2 separate regions of the Triticum aestivum genome follow, and region 2 is linked to region 1. A link is a contact called in public Hi-C data. All regions are on one chromosome and are shown on one strand. Each heading gives the region's core, a stretch centred on a gene start, on an enhancer-like site or on the middle of the called end of the contact. The rest is flanking DNA. Distances are from core to core; before and after follow the strand shown. Region 1 overlaps LOC123091094 (adenylylsulfatase HINT3). Region 2 overlaps LOC123091095 (probable beta-D-xylosidase 7).

The links. Hi-C and Micro-C count contacts between places; a contact is called where the count stands out from the background.
Region 2: a Hi-C map of leaf shows a contact between it and region 1, with 4 times the contacts expected there. The contact joins two enhancer-like sites. A contact is called at or near these places in 2 of 5 Hi-C or Micro-C datasets (leaf and an unstated tissue).

What each region holds. Positions count from the first base shown.
Region 1 is chr4B:72,410,323-72,414,135 of IWGSC CS RefSeq v2.1, reverse strand. LOC123091094 (adenylylsulfatase HINT3) reads right to left here. Exons shown (of 7, transcript XM_044512494.1): 5 at 3,649-3,704; 6 at 3,432-3,485; 7 at 2,947-3,299. The coding sequence ends at 3,213. Among protein-coding and RNA genes, the nearest start is that of LOC123091094, 8.4 kb to the right of the region's middle. Within about 2 kb of position 1,890, at least 1 of the 8 cell types and tissues checked has an H3K27ac peak or open chromatin away from gene starts, as enhancers often do.
Region 2 is chr4B:72,459,192-72,463,004 of IWGSC CS RefSeq v2.1, reverse strand. LOC123091095 (probable beta-D-xylosidase 7) reads right to left here. Exons shown (of 4, transcript XM_044512495.1): 2 at 2,323-2,777; 3 at 2,104-2,201; 4 at 362-1,906. The coding sequence ends at 549. It also overlaps the pseudogene LOC123091096. Among protein-coding and RNA genes, the nearest start is that of LOC123091095, 3.2 kb to the right of the region's middle. Within about 2 kb of position 1,589, at least 2 of the 8 cell types and tissues checked have an H3K27ac peak or open chromatin away from gene starts, as enhancers often do.

The DNA of each region.
Region 1 (3,813 bases), core at 641-3,140:
ATGTCCATGCATTTCAAAAACATGTTTGTGACATTTATAGAAAATTTTACACAATGCAAAAGTTTGTTAAAAAATATTTCGTACTATTCAAAAAAAAGTTGATGGCATTTAAGAAGAATGTTCACGCAGTTCAACAATATTTATGCGACATTTAGAAAAAAAATGTTTATACAATGTGAAAATATCTTCAATTAATTTTAGAAAAATGTTTCACACCATCACAAAAATGTTCAACAAATTTAAAAAAAATGTTCACATGTTTCAAAAATATGCTCATGGCCTTGCTATAAATGTTAAGTCAATATGTTAAAAGTCTACGTAATTAAGAAAATGTTTGGTACCATTACCATTCAAATAAAATGATCATGACATTAAAAATATGTTCTAATACTTAAACAAATGTTTGCACGTTTACAATCAAGTTCATGGCATCTGTGAAAAATGTTCAGTGTATGTTAGGAAAATGGTTACCGTGTATTAAAAAAATGTTCAATGTGCATTTCACAAATGTATAACTTGTATTAAAAAAACATTCAATGTGTATTTGAAAAATGTTCAACGTGTATACAAAAAGTGTTCAATATGTATACAAAAATTGTTCAATGTGTATTACAAACTTTTAACATGTATTTGGAAATAAAAAAAGGGGAAAAGTGAGATAAAGAATATTTAATAATGAAATAACAAGAGACTATTAAAAAAGTAAAGGGAAAATAATGATAATCGTAAAAAGAAAAGAAAACCAATAAAAGCCAATGAAGAAAGACAGAGAAAACAAAAACACAGGAAAAAAACCCCGGACAAAAGGTTCTGAGAATCAATTCCCCATTGTTGCATAGAAGGTTCCTAAGACCTCTCACATTATATGTGTTGTTAGGCTGGCCCATCAGGACTACCGCCTGAGGCGAGACGTTGTACCATCTCGAAGTAGGCGAGCCCGCGCTTATTCGGGAGCCTCACAACGATCAGCGCCACTTGGCACGCTCTCAGCCGCCGCCACGTCTCGCACTCTGGGCGCTCTTTCCTATTTTTTTCTTAATTTTTCCGCACGCGTTTTGGCTTTTAACGGCTGTTCCCGGTTTTTTTTCGACTATTTTGTTTTCCACCGGTCTTCCTTAGCTTTCGGACAAAAGAAAAAATTCAACTTTTTTTTGCGCGAAAAAATACGTCTTTTTTTTGCTTCCGCGGGAGGCACAAGTTTGCTTTTGCGAAAGGCACAACCATGCCTCTCGGGAACGAAAAAAATGCATTTTCTGTTTTTATCCTTTGGCAAGAGGTACGGTTTTGCTTTTGCGAGAGGCACGGCCATGCCTCTCGGGAACAGGAAGAATAAATCGTGTTTCCTATTTTTTTTTCTTTTTTTCGCGAGAGGCACTGCCGTGCCTCTCGAAAACGAAAAAAAAACTATTTTTTGTTTTTTCGTCCACGAGAGGCACAATTTTGCTTCCTCGAGAGGCACAGTCGTGATTTCACGAGAGGCGCGACTGTGCCTCTCTCGGAAAGAGAAAAAAAACGTGCTCCTGGTTCAGTTTTTTTGTCCACTTATTTTCGTGAAAAAAAGTTCATCAAAACCTATCAATATGGGATCTACTTTTAAATATCTAAACGTGAGGAATTCAATGGCGAAAACGGTTCAAGATTTAGACACACAGTTTAAGAGATAAAACATTTTGAATAAACGACTCTACGAAAAAAAGGAAACTACCAGGTTGCGACAAATGACGCACATGCAATGCGCCACTTGTCACAACTCGAGGAGGTGGGAGTGATCTTTGCAAAAAGAATACTTCTCAATTAGTGATTTCGTAGATATACACTGTGCTGCATACGACTCTGGCGCACTGATGTGGGCCATGGGCTAGCACCGAACGGTAAGAGGGTTTCCTAAACAAAATCTGGGCCTGTTTTTTTGTCAGTTTTCCTGTTTTTTTTTCAAGGGGCCAATGGCCCCCTTTAGTGTTCTTTCTTTTCGGTTGTTTTTTCCATTTCCTTTTGCGTTTTTCCATCGCTATTTTCTATTATGCCCCCTTTTTTATTTTTTGGTTTTGGGTCATTTTTTTCTGTTTCCGTTTGAAAACAAAACATATTTTTTAAATAATTGAATGCTTAACATATGTATTAAAATGTGTGAACACTTTTCTAAAATTACTTAACTACATAAATATTTTTAAATGCATGAATTTATTTTAATTACATTTTTTTTTCAAATGCATGTGGAAGAATTTTCAATACATGATATGTCCTTTTGATTTCACATGATGAATTTTTAAATACACGATGGAATTTTTAATACACCATGAACATTTTTAATACATGCCAAGCATTTTATTGTTAGCTTTTTTTATAGAAGAAACTCCGCGAGCACCGTGCGTTAAAACCAAGACCCGAACCCGGGTGGGCTGGCAGCTACCCCAGCTGCCCAGCCAACGGGTCGACGCCCCGTCCTCGCCAGACATTTTATTAAAATAGACCACAAACATTTTCTTCATACGAGATAAATTAATACATGATGAATATTTTTTAAAATACCCAAGGAACTTTCTAATACATGTTGAACATTACAAAATACTATATAAGAAAGGAAAAAAAAGCCTGAAAAATTGTACGTAGCCTTTACCTAACTAGCTATCAGGCTTAATTGGTTCTAGTACAGTTATATTCCGTCTATTCCAAATTATTTGTAATTCTAGTTTGTCCCAAGTCAAACCTCTTTTTATTAACCAAGTTTATCAAAAAAAAAATAACATCTATAATACCAAATTAGTTTCCATAGATTTTTCCATAAGATATATTTCATACTATATGCATTGATGCTGTAGACATTAGCATATTTATCTATATGTTTGGTTAAACTTCAAGAAATTTGACTTAGGACAAAACTAGAACTTTAATTATCTTGAAACTGAGGGAGTATATAGGGTGAGCACAAGGTTATCAAAAAATATATTAACATCTACAACACCAAATTAGTTTCATTAGATTTTTTCCATAAGATATAATCATCTATACGAAGGTGGCTCCGTACATAGTTCGTCCCCTCAGTTGACAATAAGAGCTGGGCATCGAGGCAGATATTATACAGTAGTTACAGTGCCAGTGTTTTTCGAATTTGTTAAACTCATGGATTACTTCAGCTATGCAACCGAGGCAGATTATGTACTTGACTGGACAACTGAAGCAGCTTTCTATTGGACCTTATGCGGTAATGAGCTTCAGTCTTCTGAAGAATCAAGTTGCTTCTTGATGCAGCTAATAAGACTCGAGGTTTCATTTGGCTCAATAGAGCTCCTCCTAAAGCTCTGTAATTTTTTAGTTGTGATTGTGATGAAGAATGTCAGTAGGTGATAAGACAAGTTATTTTGCTACCAACAGCCCCAACTTAAGGCTAAAGGTTATGAAAATGGAAATATAGAAATTGGAAGACAATATACCTCTGTAGGCCACAACTTGTCACCAGATCTACGAGGAATTATGTGGAAGTGGGTCTGTAGATAGTTGAAAGCACAACAAGGGATCAGTAAATAATTCTAAAGTTCATTATAAACAAATGCAGAGGAATCATATGGAAGTGAGCATGCTGTAATAATAGAAAACCATGACATACAAAATAGAGCCTATGCACTTTAAGTTTGAGATAATATTACTCACATGGAAAATAACTTGTCCTGCAGCTTCTCCATTATTGACGACCAAGTTGAATGCATCTGAGTTCCAAGAAAATCAGATCAAATTAATATGCAAATCAGCAAATGTTAGATAACAAATGGCATCCTTAGACGCATCAAAACAAATCAGTGCAATTGCCGAGCTAGT
Region 2 (3,813 bases), core at 340-2,839, 49 kb before region 1:
CCTTATTCCTTTTTTCGTTTTTCTGCAACATGAATGATCACAAGGGATGCACTGCAGGCGGATATGGAGATGTGCTTGCATGAGCTTGGTGATGAACAATCAAGAGTTGGCGTTTGCACTGGTTTGCATCAACTATGTTTCTCTATGTTCTTATAGCATAATAATACAACAATTGGTGTTTTGCCCTCTCTAGTCTGTAAAGTTCTGTATTTCACAAACTAAATGGTCAACTAGGTGCACCCCTGTTAGTTTGGTACAAGTCTGGTTATATTTTGTTTGTGATATAATCAATTATTAAAATTGACATTTGCATGGCATTCTACATCTGGACGATATTGGGGAAAAAGGACATGCCTTTTTGTTGGACTAGATTGATCTTATCTTTATTAGAAGAAGCAGCGAACTCATCATCCCTTACAACAGCCTAGTTTCCAAGGGTACTCAACTCACTCCAATGCAAATAAAAATTATACGTACTACAATGGGGGAATTACACTCTATGTATCCACCTCTACCCCTTCCCTGCAAGTCAATCAATCTAGTAAAGCTCAAACCTCGAACGTAATCTCCATCTCATGCTTGTCAACCATGAGGAAATGAGATCCTCTGTCTACCACCTTGCTGCCATCCTTCCTCACCCTGCTAAAATGTTCACACGGGCTGATATCAAATGTGAGTCTGGCCTTCTCCCCTGCCTTGAGGTGCTGTCTCCTGAACCCGATGAGCTGCTTCGCCGGCCGGCCGGCGGTTGCGTTGGCCCACCGGAGGTACACGAGCACCGAGTGCTTGCCGTCCATGGGGCCGTGGTTTTCCACCTCGACCACGGCTGGGAACCTGAGCTGCTCGCACCGTTGGGGACCAATATGTTCGACGTGGTAGCTCGCGACGCCTTGTTCCGCCGCTGGCAATGGCATTGTGCTCAGGCCTGCGAGCAAGTCCGTGTTGGGGGTGCCGGATGAGACCAGCCGGCGAGAGTAGCTGGAGTAGCTGAGGCCGTAGCCAAACTTGTAGACAGTCTCTCCCTGGTAGAAGCGGTAGCTCCGGCCGGGGTAGCCGGTGGCCGGGTCGGCGCGCATCCGCATGTCGGTCATGGGCACCTTGGTGAACTCTTCCGGGTACCAGGTCACCGGCAGCCTCCCGCCGGGGTTGTGGTCGCCGAAGAGCACCCTGGCGATGGCGAGCCCGCCGGCCTGGCCGGGGTAACCGGCCCAGAGGATGGCGCCGATCTTGGGGTTGGTCTTGGCGAAGGTCACGTCCACCGGCCCGCCCGTGAGGAGCACCAGGATGACGGGCCTCTTGGCGGCGTCGGCGACGGCGGTGATGAGGCTCTGCTGCTGCCCGGGGAGCAGGAGGCTGGTCCTGTCGCGCCCTTCGCTCTCCTGCTGCTGGCTCAGTCCCATGAGGAGGAGCACGTAGTCCGACGAGGCCGCCAGGGAGGCCGCCTCGTCCGTGTCGGCCACGTCGCAGGCCGCCGAGCGGCACCCTGCGAGGAACCTGGCGTCCTTGACGTAGCCCTGGACCCCCTTGAGCGGCGTGACGGACTCGCAGGGCGGGCCGAAGTAGTTGCCGATGAGCAGGCCGGGGTTGTTGGCGTTGGGCCCGATGACGGCGGCGGAGGCGACGGCGGCCCGGTCGAGCGGGAGGATGCCAGCGTCGTTCTTGAGGAGGACGATGCCGTCCTGCGCGGCGTCGAGGGCGAGGCTCCTGTGCTCCGGGGTGCAGATGTCGGCGGCGTTGAGGCCGCCGTAGATGTTGGCCCTGGGGTCGCCGTCGAAGTGGCCCAGGCGCATCCGGACGGCGAAGAGGTTGTTGAGCGCCTTGTCGATGTCGTCCTCCGTGATCTTGCCCTGCTGCACAGCGGCCGCCGCGTGCTGCTGCATGTAGGTCCCGCAGTCGATGTCCAGTCCTGGGTGATACGCACAAACACAATTATCCACGTCACTATCGTTTTGAAGAATGAACTCGTACCGGGGTCCAATACTATAGTGAACTACTAGTATCTTGTAGTACATAGAAGCCAGAGTAGAATTGACAGGTCAGGAAAGTGGATGAGTTTTAGTCGTGTGCTCACTGAATACAATGCAAATCCATGCAAATGCTTACCGGCCTTGAGCGCGAGTGCAACCGCGTCCTCGGGCGTGGGCGCGTACCGCTGCGCGTCACGCATGATGGCCACGGCGTCGCAGTCGGAGGCGACGTACCTGCACGCACGCAAGCAAGCAGCCAAAAGAGTAGACCATGGCATCAGTAGCGCGTGAAGACGACCGCACTCCCGTCCCGCATGTGACTTCCAATCGAAACAAAAACAAAAAATTGCTGTACCCGTCGAGGCCCCAGTCTCCTCTGACGGTCTTGGTGAGGAGGTCGGAGTTGGCGCAGGCGGGGACGCCGTTGATGCCGGTGTAGGCGCACATGACGCAGCTGGCCTTGCCGTCCACCACGCAGCTCCGGAACGGCGGGTTGTACGTGTCCTCCAGGTCCTGCGCCGTCACCCTGGCGTCGAAGTTGTAGCGGGCCACGCCGTTCCAGTCCTCCAGGTCGTACGCCGTGGCGTGCTTGCAGCAGGCCGACGTCTGCAGCAGCGACGCCGACGAGTTCCCCTGCAGGCCCTTGACGAACGCCACGCCGTAGCGGCTCGCCGTCGTCGGGTCCTCCCCCGGGGTCTCCTGCCCGCGGCCCCACCGCGGGTCCCGGTAGATGTTCACGTTCGGGGACCACATCGTCAGGCCCTCCGCCTGCCCCAGGTTGTACAGCGCCCGAGCCTCCCTGCCGATCGCCTACACGCATGCGCGCCGACGTGTACGTGTCAGGCAATGGGCAGTGAACAATAAAGGTAACGTGAAAAGGAAAAGATATAGATATAGATACACGTACTGGACAATAATTAAGACATGCTTGCAACACAAACTTGCATTGCATGGTGACCATCAAGTTGGCGACACCTTTCTCAAAGTATGCTACCACCTCCCCTCCGAGTTATAAGACGTTTTGGGTATTTCAATATAAACTATGCACAGACTAAAATGAGCGACCAAACACACTAAAACACGTATATATACATCCGATTTAGAAAAATGTTTGAACATTTTATAATTCGAAATGGAGGGAGTACTACTCGAGCACCTGCATGAACCACGGGTATATATGACTGAACAAGTGGTGCTTGACTGAACAAACCTAATAATTAGTTGATTTTGCAGACTTTATACGGCCTAACAATTAGTGATCAGGAAGGCCTAACATATAGTTGGTAGAACTCCAACATGAAGTTAACGACATGTCCATCTTAAATTAGTCGTGCCAGAATCAAATCACATGCATATGGATCCAGCTAGCTCCTGCTAACAAGAAGCACGGGCTGTGTACCGTAAGGCATGACCTTTGTGGCATTGTGGGCACGCTCAATAGTCCATACCCACGGACAACAGGGTAACCAAAAGGTTGGGTACGACGGAAAAGGCCCGATCTATTCGTGTCAGATCTGTGTGTGGCTCAGCTCACATGTGGCCGGCTTCCCACAACCAAAAAGGCGCCACTTTTCTTTCCCGCGCAAACATTCTTCTCCCTGTCGTTGGCACTAACCGCACTACGTGTACTCACGTGCTGACCCTTTATAGCTCTTTTCTAGGTGCCCTCCGGTGTTGATGTACACACGGCAGTTTGTCCTACGGTCTCTAGGGAAAAAACACTAAAGGAATTTGATAATTTGGACGTATACTTCATATTTTTTTTTGGAAATTGGACGTATACTTCATTAGTTTAGCCTGTTTGGGTCGGGAAATTTGAAGACGCTCCGGCCACTTTACCTAGCCG